3 separate regions of the Mus musculus genome follow, and regions 1 and 3 are each linked to region 2. The links are chromatin contacts, called in public Hi-C maps. All regions are on one chromosome and are shown on one strand. Each heading gives the region's core, a stretch centred on a gene start, on an enhancer-like site or on the middle of the called end of the contact. The rest is flanking DNA. Distances are from core to core; before and after follow the strand shown.

Region 1 (4,316 bases), core at 273-2,772, 120 kb after region 2:
CCTGTGTAAGCATCTGCTCTTAACTGCTGTCTAGCAGTTAATGTAGCACACTAATGGCACACACTAACAGGGAAATTGGGTGGAGGGAAGATGAGAACATTTTAATTTCGTTTTTCTAAAAATATAAAACTATCCTTCAATTAAAAAAAACCAGAGCTGGACAGTGGTGGCGCACACCTTTATTCCCAGCACTTGGGAGGCAAAGGCAGGCAGATCTCTGAATTTGAGGCCAGCCTGGTCTACAGAGTGAGTTCTGGGACACCCAGAGAAATCCTGTCTTGAAAAACCAAAAACCTAAATAAATAATCAGCCAAATACATTTGTTTTTTAGAAAAAAAAGTACTTATTCAAGTATTTATAAAGTACATAGCCAAGGCTGGTCTTACACCATACTCAACTCGTTCTCAAAAAACAAAACAAAACAACAAACACTTTTAAGAGAGACAAGTTCTCACTATGTAGCTTTAGCTGTCCTGAAACCTGTGATAGTGAACAGTATGTTTAGAGGATAAATTTACTGTGCTAGGCTTGTAGAAACAAAATTGTTTTTAACTTGTATAAGCCATAAGGAAGTTGCCCCTACCTGATGTGCCAGGTGAGCAGGCCTGAGATGGACCACTTCCTGGTACAGGTGGACTATTGTTTAAAAATTGCTGATTGTTACGAAACATTTCACTGGCTCTGCTACTCATACAAGGTTTGGGTCACAAGATTAAACAGGCTAACTGCTGTTATGTGAAACGCCAGCTTGCTTGGATGGCTGAGGCACCTGTTGCATGGCTGCTACAAAACCAAACCTTGACCACACACAGACACGATATGAGTTCATTTGGCTCCCAAAATTATAACTTTGTGAACCTTTTCTTTATAATACTTTGTCTAAAAATAGCCAGAGTCTTACCTAGAGAACTCTCTCTAGTTTGGTCCTGAAGTTTTGTTTTTGTTTTGTGGTTTTTTTCTTTTTCTTTCTTTTCCTTTCCTTTTTCCTTTCCTTTCCTTTCCTTTCCTTTTTCCTTTCCTTTCCTTTCCTTTCCTTTCCTTTCCTTTCCTTTCCTTTCCTTTCCTTCTTTTTCCTTTTCCTTTTCCTTTTCCCTTTCCTTTCCTTTTCTCTTTTCTTTTCCTTTTTTCCTTTCCTTTCCTTTCCTCTTTTCTTTTCTTTATTATAAAAAGCCTCTAATTTATTAAAACCAAAACCGAGTCGGCGTATCTCTGGGCGACCCCAGACTCACAACAAACTCATTATGTACATTAGGCTAGCCTCCAGCCCACAACTACCTCTGCTGAGTGCTGGGATTAAAGATGTTGCACCACTACAACCGGCTTTGTTCTGAATATTTTAAATTAAAGGTGATTTCTGTACTAAAAAATAAGCAAAAAGGCGCTCGGGAACTCCAGTTTCTGAGCTGTGTGACCTTTTTCGGGATCACGGAACCAGTTATGAGCGCCCCAGGACCATTTGTTCAAGATGGAAAGACTACAATTCCCAGGGTGCCACTCGTGGTTGTCAGGAGCAACCACAGAACGCAAACTAACAGAGGCTGGAGTCTGAGGAAAAACAGACCCATTGGTACCAGCCATGGGGCTGGATTACTATGCTGTGCTTCAGGTCACCCGCAACTCAGAAGATGCCCAGATCAAGAAGGCGTAAGTGGGCGGGATCCTAGCCTGGCATGCGCAGAGGCAACCCCACCCTGATGCCAGTCAAACAGTTTCCCTGCATAGTTTAGAGTAGGAAAGGGGCACCTCTCTCCTCTTGTATGCCCTATCTGGCTTTGTGCTGGTTAGGACATAGACGAAATTCAGACACACCTAAGTGCATCAGTGGGCTTCCCACGTCCAATGCTCCTGCCTCTTAGCTCTTCTTGGGTCATGTCTGAATTTCTAGCTATGAAATGAAGACAAAGGACAATTTGGACCTTATCTTGAGTCTCATGAAGAACCACAGGTGTGTGAACCAGAAATGACCTGGACTAATGGATGTTACAGTTTTCATTTTGGCCATCATATGGGTTTTTGTCACTGACTGATCTCCATCTCTGAACACCTCTGTCACATCTCAGGGACTTTGTGACAGTTTAGATATGGATGAGATGGTACATGTCTGTAATCCCCAAATAGCGAGTCTGTGGTTAGCTTGAGCTACATAGCAAGGCCCTGTTCGTAAAAGGAAAGGTGTGTGTGTGTGTGTGTGTGTGTGTGTGTGTGTGTGTGTGTATGTGTTTAGGGGAACATCTAGGACAGGGATAAGGCTTTGTTTCTGAAATATTTGATCTTTTAAAGTTTTTCTTTGAAAGAAAGTTTTGGGCAAATATTTATGGAGCACTAATCTTTAGGGCTGGGTCCAGTGCAGGCCATTTGTTGTGGAATGTGTATTGTTATAAAAGGAGATGTACCCAGGCCGTACCCAGGCCACAGAAGCTTGTGTTGAGAGGCGAGGGCTTCTAAGGAGACTGTCCTGATAATTAAGCCAAAGGACAAGGCTTCCAGGAGGACTAAGACTCCACAGTGGGCTGGAGGGGAGACACTGAATTTGGAAATCAGTTGTGTCCCCAAAGGTATAAAGAAAGAGGGAAGCATCTGGGGCCCCTGGAGGTTTGGGGTACACTAGATGCTTGTATTGAACATATAGGTGCTGCTCTGAGAGCTTCCCATCACTGCTTTATTTAATCCTCACAGTGACCCTGAGAGGAAAAGCCACTGTCATCCCAGGGGCTTGTATGTGACAAATGGAATCAGAAATCAGAGACTGCCCCTTCCTCCCTGGGCCAGGTCTTGTGTGGACTGAAGGGGAGGGATGTGGGTGTCCAGTGGGGAGGGAGAAATCAGAAAAACTCTTTCAACAGTTGAGAACAATTCAGTGCAGTGTATGACGTCATCCTCTGCTCAGGGCTCTCACTGGCTAGTGGGTTTGAAAAGTTACCACAAGAGAAATCAGGTGGCCAATGGGACTCATCAATGGAAGGATTACCATGGCAAATAGATAAGGCTAGCCTAATTACCAGAAGACCAAGTGTGCTGGCTAGTTTTATGTCAACTTGACATAACCTATGTCCCCACCATACAGACCTGTGGTCAAGGTGCATTTTCTTAATTAGTTATTGGTGGGGGACGGCCCAGCCCATTGTGAGTGCTGCCATCCCTGGGCTGGTGGTTCTGGGTACTTTAAGAAAGCAAGTTGAGCAAGCCACAGAGGGTCATCCCGTAAGCAGCACCCCTCCATGGCCCCTACATCAGCTCCTGCCTCCAGGTTCCCTCCTTGAGTTCCTGCTCTGTCTTTCTTTGATGATGGGAGATTTGATTTGATTGCAGACATGTAAGATACAATAAACCCCTCAAGCTGCTTTTGGTCATGAGTATTTTAGTACAGCAATAGGAACCCCCAAGACAGCAAGTACAACATACTCAGGCAACTCAACCTTTCTGAGCCTCAGCTTCTCATCTCTTAAAAGAAAGAAAGGAGAGAGAGAGAGAGAGAGAGAGAGAGAGAGAGAGAGAGAGAGAGAGAGAATGTGGAGTAGGAGACAGCATACCCAGATAGTAAACTAGCTGCTGTGTCAGCAGAAGAGCCAAGCTCGGCCCCAGACCCCCATGAAGAAAGCTGTGGTTCACTTGTAACCTGGCTCTAGGGAGGTGGACAAAGATGGTGAATTCCTGGGGCTGCCTGGACAGTCAGCCTAGCCTACCTGGAGAGTTCCGGGTCACCGTGAGACTGTGTTAATAAATGAGGTGGATAGAGGAACAGGAGAGGTGGTCCTCTGTCACAACCATCTGTAACGGGATCTGATGCCCTCTTCTGGTGTGTCTGAAGACAGATACAGTGTATTCAATCAATTGATTAATTAATGGGTCATTCTTTCCATATTGGAATCGGCTACTTAGAAGAAGGGGGTCTCTGGAGTTGGTCTTTGATGTTTTGTCCCCAGCCCCTGCTCTCTGTGTTTCTCTTTTCTTCCCTTCTCTTTCCCTCCCCTCTTGTGCCCCCGTTTCCCCTTTTCTCCTCTTCACTCCTCTTTCTTCTCTTTTCTCCCTTCCCTCTCCCACTTCTCTGTCTGTCCTTCCTGGCTGCCATACAGCAAGCAGCTTGGCTCCTACTGTGATGCTCGACCTGAAGGCAATAGTCAGCCACCTACGTGTGGAAACCATTAATCGAAGGTATTTTGTCACAGTAACAAGAAGCCAACCTGTCCTGTGTCTCATAGGTGGACCATCACTGAATCCCTGCTGCACTCAGGTCTCAGCTGTGGCAGCTAAGGGGACAAGAGCCTTAGGACAGATGCCTAGGGAGCAGATGTCCCAGGCTACGGCCCGCTGTGCTT
Region 2 (4,222 bases), core at 582-3,081:
GAAGGCAGGCAACGCTGCTATGAACACGCTGCTCTTTAACAAGCCACACACATACTGCTGAGATTTTCATCATTTTAAGTACATTATCATAACATTAAAAAGGGAAAAAAATGTTAAGAAAATGTATCTAATCCTCAAAGTTATCACGAGTATGCTGGAATTGTTTGGCTTTTAAAAAATATAAATAATAAAGACACTGACTTTTTTGTGCTTGTGAAGCTAATAGATCACCTCCACGAAACAGGCAGCAATGATGAATTGCAATACGTTATTACTGAAGGGAAAAGGTTCAAGCCAATATTCACACTGCAGTCAATGAAAGAGTATGGGGCCAAAGCAGTGAGCTTCTGCAGGAGGGTTGAAAGATGCCAGGGGGATTAGCAGGAACAGCCGCCTTCATTGACTGGTTGCTCCTGAGGCTTTTCCAGTTTTATGTCAATCACTGAAACAAAAGTTAAGGAGTTGTATACAAAAGTACAAGTCTAACTGTTGAATTCTGACATCTCTGACAAGCCCCTTATACTTGATTTCAGAACCTATTCAGTCATATATTCTCTCTCTCTTTGTTTTCCAAGACAAAGTTTCTGTGTAATAGCCTTGGCTGTCCTGGAGCTCACACTGCAGACCAGGTTGGCCTCAGCTCAGAGATCCACCTTCAGAGTATACACTGAAGCTGTACAGATGGTTGTGAGCCTTCAACTGCTTGTTGGTAATTGAATTTAGGACTTCTGCTCACTCCGTAAACCCTACTCACTCTGGTCACTCCACTCGGTAAGTCCCTGCTTGCTCCCACCCAAAGATTTATTTATTATTATAAATAAGTGCATTGTAGCTATCTTCAGATACACCAGAAGAGAGTGTCAGATCTCATAACCAGTGGTTTTGAGACACCATGTGGTTGCTAGGATTTGAACTCAGGACCTTTGGAAGAGCAGTCAGTGCTCTTACTCGCTGAGCTATCTCACCAGCCTGAAGAGGACATTTCTTTTTTGTTTTTTAAATAGCTGATTAATTTATTATTTTTAAAAAAATTTTTACTAGGTATTTTCCTCATTTACATTTCCAATGCTATCCCAAAAGTCCCCCATACCCTCCCCCCCCTACCCTACTCACCCACTCCCACTTTTTGGCCCTGGAGTTCCCCTGTACTGGGGCATATAAAGTTTGCATGACCAATGAGCCTCTCTTTCCACTGATGGCCAGGCCATCTTCTGATACATATGCAGCTAGAGACACGAGCTCTGGGGGTACTGTTTAGTTCATATTGTTGTTCCACCTATAGGGTTGCAGATCCCTTTAGCTCCTTGGATACTTTCTCTAGCTCCTCCATTGGGGGTAAAGATGACATTTCTTAAAGAATTATATATAGTAAGTATCTGACCATATCCTACAAAATAACTCAAATAAGGGGAAATTTTAATTTTAAATGTTACTCTAACTCAGTAGAACTTACTGTTATTAAAAGTAATAAATACTTAGAAATAAAAATCATTGACTACAGTGTCATGAAGTCTTCAGCTTAATAAATGTCTTTATAAGAGAAAACAGTAGAAGGTAAATACAATGAAAACCACCAATCAAAACTCTTAGAAATCATTAAATGTGTTTCATTACATCCTTTTTCTAAACTAAGAAGCTATGATACAGTTCCATTCTGAGTTATTTCTTGTGCCAAGTTTGGGAAAATCTGGGATACAAAAATGCAACTTCAGGAGACAGGGGATTTTAAGTTTTTTGCTTATTAAACAGCAAGTGAGGAAGCTAGGAGATAATGTTTCAGCAGCTAAGGGGGCTTGGTGAGCTTCAGAGGATCTGAGTTCAGTTCCAAGCACTCACACTAGGTGGCTCACAACTATCTGAAACTCCAGCTCCAGAGGATCTTATGACCGACCTCTTCTGGCTTTTGTGGGCATGCATGTACACAATCTTTGGGGGGGGGGGTGGTAAGGGAGAGCAGGAGACTTAAAGCTGAGCCTAGTTGGCAGTGTGCTTTGCAGGCAAGACACCCTGGGTAAACCCTGGGCAAAACTCCCAATACCACATTAAGAATATTTTTTTTTTGGTACATGTAATCTTTGTACTCTGACAGTGAAGGGTCAGATGTTTGGGACCAGGCTGAAATCAAGACTGTTTCAAGACAAAAACCAAATTAGACAAAACAAACTCTACCCTATCACATCCTCACAGAAAGGGAAAGGAGCAGGTGAACAAACAACAAAATCTGAGTAAGAAGCCAGGTCCATCTGGATAACTAGGCCTAATTTGCTACAGAACTCCTGAGTTTATGTGCACCCAAGACACCAATCTCTACATTCAAGGTAATAGTCTACTATGACAGTTAATTTTGGTTGGCAACTTGACTAAACTCATAACATCAGGAGATAAGCTTCTGAGTGCTTCCAAGGAGATCTAAGGTGGGAAGACCCACACTGGATATGGGTGACATCATTTCATGGGCTGGGGTCCTGGACTAAATAAGAAGAAAAAGAGCAGAATACCAGCATTCATGTTTTCTTCCTGACTGCAGAAGCACCATGACCAGCTGCCTCAAGATCGTAGATCGTGAGAGAGTTACTCTGCTTTGCATCTTCCCCACCATGGTGGGTGGGCCATGCCCTTAAACAGTGGGGCAAAACAAACCCTTCCACTCTCAGCTCCTTTTGTCTGGTGTTCTGTCCCACAATAGGTAACTAATAAGCCACAAGTATGGCTCCAAAAAATAGTAGTGACAGTCAATGTTTGTTCTCAGTTTGTTTTTGCTTTTGTTGAGACAGGATCCTTCTACAAAGACCTGGCTGTCCTAGAATTCACTGTGCAGACCAAGCTCGCCTCAAATTCAAAGATTTGCCTGCTTCTGCTTTCCCAGTGTTGGGTTAAAAACATGTGCCACTATGCTTGGCAACAGAAAAATTGTCTTAAAAAGCAAAAAGGATACTGTCTTCTCTGCTTCTGTCCTGTGTGCTTTCCATTCCAGGTAAAGCTGCAGCAACACGCCGGAAAAGCTGTGAGAAGAGAGGTATTAAGCTGACGACCATAGGATGGCAAATAGGTTATTCCTCACTTAGATGACAGAATCAAGAAAGCAAGTTAAGACCTTAAAATAATTGATAGTAAGGTTTTGTTACTGTCATCTTACAGCTAGTATATTGTGATAAAAAGTCAATTTAAAAGTAGAATTATAAATATATATACATCCAACATTAGCACACCAAAAAATAAAATGTTTAATAGATCTGAAACTATATATAGTAAAACAGGAATAGGGCAAGGAAAAACGTTGCTTTTCACATACACCAGACAGTAGATGCCAGGATGCACGAGAACTGTTTTGCTCCCAGACACTTTACCTATCTCAGTTTTTAACCCTCAACTCCAAATTGATGTAATATGCAGTACCTATCCTTACCTGCCCTCCACCAATCCTACCCCAATCTTACTAAAATCAAAGTCTACGCCATACTATCTGTGGCAACTGTATTATGAATTGGATAGTGTAAATTCTACACGGTGGTGTAATCAAACAGCTGTAGTTGCTCTTTAAGTCAATATCCTACTCAGGGAATAACAGAGCTTACACCAGGCACCCTGACCTCATGGACGATACTAATTCCAGCACATCTAAGACCCACAAAATAAGGACTCCCTTTTCTTCTAAGACCCACAGAATAATGACTCCCTTTTCTTCCCTACTTTTATTAATGTGGATTTTCCTGTGAGTCATTTTGGTTAAAGGTTTGTCTTATCTTTTCAAAACAAACAAACAAACAAACAAACAACAAAAGTCCACTCTTTGTTCTGATGATTCTGTGTATTTCTGTGTATTGTTTGTTGCTGGTCCCCTTTCACTAATTTCTGCCCCATCTTAGTGTTTTCTTTTTTTCCCCTCTACTGATGTAGAATTTGGTTTCTTGTTCTCAAGGCACATCATTAAATTTCTTACTTGAAGTCTCTCTGGTATGTAGGCACTTAGAGATATGTTGTGTTTTGATTCCAGGGATTTTTAAAATTTATTTATTGCTTGATTTCTTCAAGGACCCATTCATTGTTTAATTTCTGTGAGTTTGTGTGCTGTTATTGTTTCTATTGCTGTTTCCTTCAAGCTCAAATATTCTATCCCATCTTTGATCTATTCTGTTACTGAGACTTTCTACAGAGCTCGTTTGTTTGTTTGTTTTTTTAAAGATTTATTACTATATGTAAGTACACAGTAGCTGTCTTCAGA
Region 3 (4,071 bases), core at 994-3,493, 65 kb after region 2:
GTTGGAAAAGGGAAGCAGGATGGAAAATTGCAGGAGAGGGGTTCTTTGTAAGCATTTTCTGTAGTAGCAGAGTAAAAAAAAAAGGACCTTGGTTTGCTTGCGTGCTAGTTGTTTGCTAGGTAAGGACACTTTGGTACATTTTGGTTTGTATACTGTGGGTTTCTCTCTCAAGATGAAGGTGTAGTGAGAATTCTGGTTTCTTTAAAAAACACAGAAATATTATAAGAATGGGGCTGCTTTGAAACAGCTGACTATGATTTGCCTCATGCCCTAGCAGGGGTGTGGTTTTGCCAGCTGCAGATAGTTTCTGCAGTTGTGTGATGTTTGGAATTCTGGGAACTTTTTAGGGGGTATATAAATGCTAGAACTGCAATAGGTGAGGTGGGTGGTTGTGTGGGTGTGTAAGGGGTGTGTAGGGGGTGTGTGGGGGGTTGTTTGCAGTTTGTTAGAAGTCATGCTCAAAAAAGAAACAAGAAGAAAGATATTAGATTCACAGATCTCCAGCTCTCTCCCCTCTATCCTTCTTCATCTCCTATCTAGTGATAGGAGAGTAAAACTGGTGGGGAAGATAAAGAGTGGGAAAAAGAAGAGCCACAAAGTTGCAAAGACCAGCTACAAGCAAAGAAGAAACAAAGAAATTAGATTTCAAGGATCTCTCCCCCTCCCCAATCCTTTCTCTCCTATCTAGTGATAAGGGGTGAAACCAGGGGGTAAGGGGAGGGAAAAAGAAGAGCTGACAAAGTAGCTAAGTCCAGCCACAGGGGTGCTTGGCATTCTGAAGGGTGAGAGTCCTCACCTGACTGTTTTCTTGCAGGTGCTGGGTGTGTGGACCAATACTGTTTCTAAGCAAGGCTTTTCCCTCCTAAGGTAAGGATTTTAGTGACAAGCACAGCTAACAGTAAGTGCATAGCTGACATGATGATTTAGCTTTCTGTATGGCCGCTGTGTGTCTACAAAGGATCTCAGATTTTAGCTCCTGCCACATTGCTCTTTCACCATCCTCAGAAGAAGGCAATTCTGTTCATCCTTTTGCTCAGAACCTTGCAGTTACCCTTGATACTGTTATGTTTCTTGTTCCACAGTTACCAACAGACTGTTGGCTCCACTGTTACATATACAGAGCCACAGCATTTCGTACTTCTTGCCTTCTGTTTTGCTAAGCCCTGGGGAATCTGCTCCTCATCTTCTTTCCATGTTTTCTTTTTCTTCCTTCATACTGAAAGTGGAGTGATTCTTTCAAAATGTATTCAATTACACTGTTACTCTGCTCAGATTTCTCAAATGGTAAGCTACTATATTAACTACAGTCTTAGTGTTATTATCAGATATAGTTGGCTTACAGTTTGAGTGTGCAGGCTGTCATGGTGGAGAAGGTATGGCCTCAGGAACAGGAGTCATACTGTAAGCACAGTCAGAGTGCAGAGAGCTGAAAGCTGGTCCTAGCCTTGCTTGGCCTTGTTTCTTTTTATTCAACCTGGGGAAGTGCCACCCACATTCAAGGTCAGTCTTTCCTGGTCATTAAACTTCTTTGGGAACACCTTGATAGAGTATCAGAGGAGTATCCCAAGTAGTTCTAAATTCAGAGAAGTTGGTAATGAAGACAATTGTACCATCTTACTCAAAATGAATTTTATAATCCATATCATGGCCTACAACACTTAATAACTGACATCTAAAGAGAGTGAAATCTGGGACTAGAGAGATGGCTCAGCAGTTAAGACTACTGGCTGCTCTTCCAGAATACCTGGGTTCAATTCTCAGTACCCACATGACAGCTCACACTGTCTATAACTCCAATTTCAAAGGAACTGACAGGCTCACACAGACAAACACAATGCACATTAAAAAAGGGGGGAGAGAGAGAGAGAGATCAATTGCTTTAAAATGATAGAGTATGTAATTTTAGAATTAGGTTTCAAACCTAAGTGGGTTTTTTTTTGTTTTGTTTTATTGATTCACATTTATTGAAGCCTTTCTCTTTATATTCTCTTTCCATTTCAATGTATTTCAGTCATTATCTATCTACTATTTGATAAACACCTGCAATGATACCAAGTCACTTTACATCTTAACTCTAACCTTCACAAAATATTATAGAACGACTACAAGTGCAATCATTTTACAGAACAGGAAACTGACTCAGATTAAGCTAGCATTTCAGTCCCATGAGATGACCTCTTATTGCCTGCATTTTAGAGATGAAATAACTGAGTTACAGTGACATCAAACATCTTGCCTAATGTCACAATTAGAAATGGTTCGGTCAGCATTCCATCACAGATTGGCTTTCCTATAGTCTGTACCACAGTTTAGTTTCAAAGCTTCTCAGAAGGCAGAAATTAGAATGCTCCAGTTCCCTAGTCAGCTGGGCTCGAGCCATCTGATCCCCCTCTCTCCTGCTTGTGTGCAGCCCAGCTCTGGCTGTCCTTGTCTTCCTCCCTCCTAGAGCCTATGCCAGTACTGCAGGCGCCGTGTCTGCCTCACAGTTCTGCTTCAGTCTCTCCTCTTCCCATTTCACCTCTTACTTACTGCTGAGTTTTTAAAACACAGGCTTGATCATTTCACTCCTGTGCTTAAAATCTTCCTTTGCCTGCACAGGTAAAAACAAACAGTACAGTTTATGGGAGTTTCATGATCTGGCTCTGAATCACCTTTCCAGTCTTAATTTTTCTCCCTGTCCCCTTATCTCCTGCTAAAGTTCTACTCACAGCCTCTTGCTCGCTGTTTTCCAAACACCTGTTCATACCTCTGCCGAGTTCCTGTAGTGCTAAGTGATTGAGATCAGGTCCCTTCCTCTCCTGTTGGCTCCTCTCCTTCTTTTCTTGGTTCTTGCAGTATTAGAGGCTCAAACCCAAAACTTTGGACATGCTAGGCAACCCTTCTGGCTACACCTCCCACTTATAGCCACATTTATTTGTTTGTCTATCTGTCTATCTGTCTATTTATAAACAGCCTTTGCCTCAAGTTTATTTGTAAAAACAGCACGGGGCACTGACCATCTGCAATAGTGTGTAGGTGTGTCAGAGCAGTCCATCTGTCTTCACATTGGCAGATAGAAGCCTCCCCCCCCCAGCCCCCTGGGGCCCTTAAAAGAGCCTGGACACCTTTGGGAGCCTGAACTGGAGCTGAAGCCTGGGCCTTAGCTGGAGGTGTGGCCCTTCAGCATCATGGGCTTAACCGCCAGGGCTTTAAGGGCCTCTGCACGTGTACTCATTGCCTCTGCATTGTCTTCCTGCATCTTCTTCGGGTCTTTCTTGCTGTGTACTTCTTGGCAAAGCACGTGTTCCTCAGGAATTGGGGGTTGCCCTCCTTAAGAGAACAATATCTTTAAGACTGGGTTTCTTGATGCCATTTCTGTGCCATTTTTGAGATTGGTTGTGATTGGTGTGGTTTTTAGACTAGGCCATGCCTGCACAGTAACCTTTGGCTCCCACAGCACCTGGAACTGGAAGAGAAAGAACTTTAAAAAAATTTACATGTGTGAATAGTTTGCCTGCATATATATATGTGTGTACCATGAGCATGCCTTTTGTCCAGGGAGGCCAGAGAAGGGAATTGGATTTCCTGCAACTGGAATTACAGACAGTTAGGAGCTGCTATATGGGTGCTAGTAACTGAACCTGAATCCTTTGTGAGAGCAACAAGTGTTCTTAACCTCTGAGGCATCTCTCCATCCCGTAGTTTTAGACTCAGTTTAAATAGTTTCCTTTCCCTACTTCTAGCTCCCTGCTTGAAGAGATCACATTTCCTTTGACTCTTGTACATGTTTCTGTTCTAGATCAGTGCTATCTCATGGCTATCATTTCTTTACAGTTACCATCCCATCCAGACCTCATAAGAGATACTGCACTTAGTTTGCCTCCTCAGGACCACTTTATCTGGTATGTAGTAGTAGGTGCTTAATAATGTTTGTGGAAGCAGAGAGTGAGGAAATATCTACTGTTACTATATCCTACTTTAGAACATAAAGGCTATAGTAATTTTGCAAATAAATGTATATATCTAATTATAGTCAACATACTTTCCTCTTTCTTTTTAGGTTCAGAAGTTTGGGAGAGAATCCCATTTTTT

The links. Hi-C and Micro-C count contacts between places; a contact is called where the count stands out from the background.
Region 1: a contact with region 2 is called in a Hi-C map of bone marrow-derived macrophages, with 51 read pairs. The contact joins the promoter of Dnajb13 here to the enhancer-like site in region 2. A contact is called at or near these places in 23 of 39 promoter capture datasets (the C10 cell line, the HPC-7 cell line, HPC-7-derived erythroid cells and 14 more), 7 of 15 datasets of contacts at CTCF or cohesin (CD8 T cells, the G1E-ER4 cell line, embryonic stem cells and 4 more), 129 of 484 Hi-C or Micro-C datasets (the 63-12 cell line, the AML12 cell line, B cells and 82 more), 18 of 115 datasets of contacts at active chromatin or transcription factors (the HPC-7 cell line, astrocytes, bone marrow-derived dendritic cells and 14 more) and 5 of 9 other capture datasets (adipose tissue, embryonic stem cells, liver and 2 more).
Region 3: a contact with region 2 is called in a Hi-C map of bone marrow-derived macrophages, with 46 read pairs. The contact joins two enhancer-like sites. A contact is called at or near these places in 2 of 39 promoter capture datasets (cranial neural crest and stem cell-derived epiblast-like cells), 1 of 15 datasets of contacts at CTCF or cohesin (pro-B cells), 16 of 484 Hi-C or Micro-C datasets (the AML12 cell line, B cells, the C10 cell line and 11 more), 8 of 115 datasets of contacts at active chromatin or transcription factors (the 230-238 cell line, the HPC-7 cell line, bone marrow-derived dendritic cells and 4 more) and 3 of 9 other capture datasets (adipose tissue, liver and pancreatic islet).

Annotation. Positions count from the first base shown.
Region 1 is chr7:100,512,021-100,516,336 of GRCm38.p6, reverse strand. Dnajb13 (DnaJ heat shock protein family (Hsp40) member B13) reads left to right here and starts at 1,522. Exons shown (of 8, transcript NM_153527.2): 1 at 1,522-1,644. The coding sequence starts at 1,577.
Region 2 is chr7:100,635,475-100,639,696 of GRCm38.p6, reverse strand. Rab6a (RAB6A, member RAS oncogene family) reads right to left here. Exons shown (of 8, transcript NM_024287.4): 7 at 2,936-3,002; 8 at 1-442. The coding sequence ends at 378. Among named protein-coding and RNA genes, the nearest start is that of Plekhb1, 25 kb to the left of the region's middle. Within about 2 kb of position 1,831, at least 4 of the 459 cell types and tissues checked have an H3K27ac peak or open chromatin away from gene starts, as enhancers often do. A contact at or near this core is called in bone marrow-derived macrophages, neural progenitor cells and neural stem cells, where this site is marked.
Region 3 is chr7:100,571,258-100,575,328 of GRCm38.p6, reverse strand. Mrpl48 (mitochondrial ribosomal protein L48) reads left to right here. Exons shown (of 8, transcript NM_198831.3): 2 at 815-867; 3 at 4,040-4,071. Among named protein-coding and RNA genes, the nearest start is that of Mrpl48, 9.8 kb to the left of the region's middle. Within about 2 kb of position 2,243, at least 14 of the 459 cell types and tissues checked have an H3K27ac peak or open chromatin away from gene starts, as enhancers often do. A contact at or near this core is called in bone marrow-derived macrophages, where this site is marked.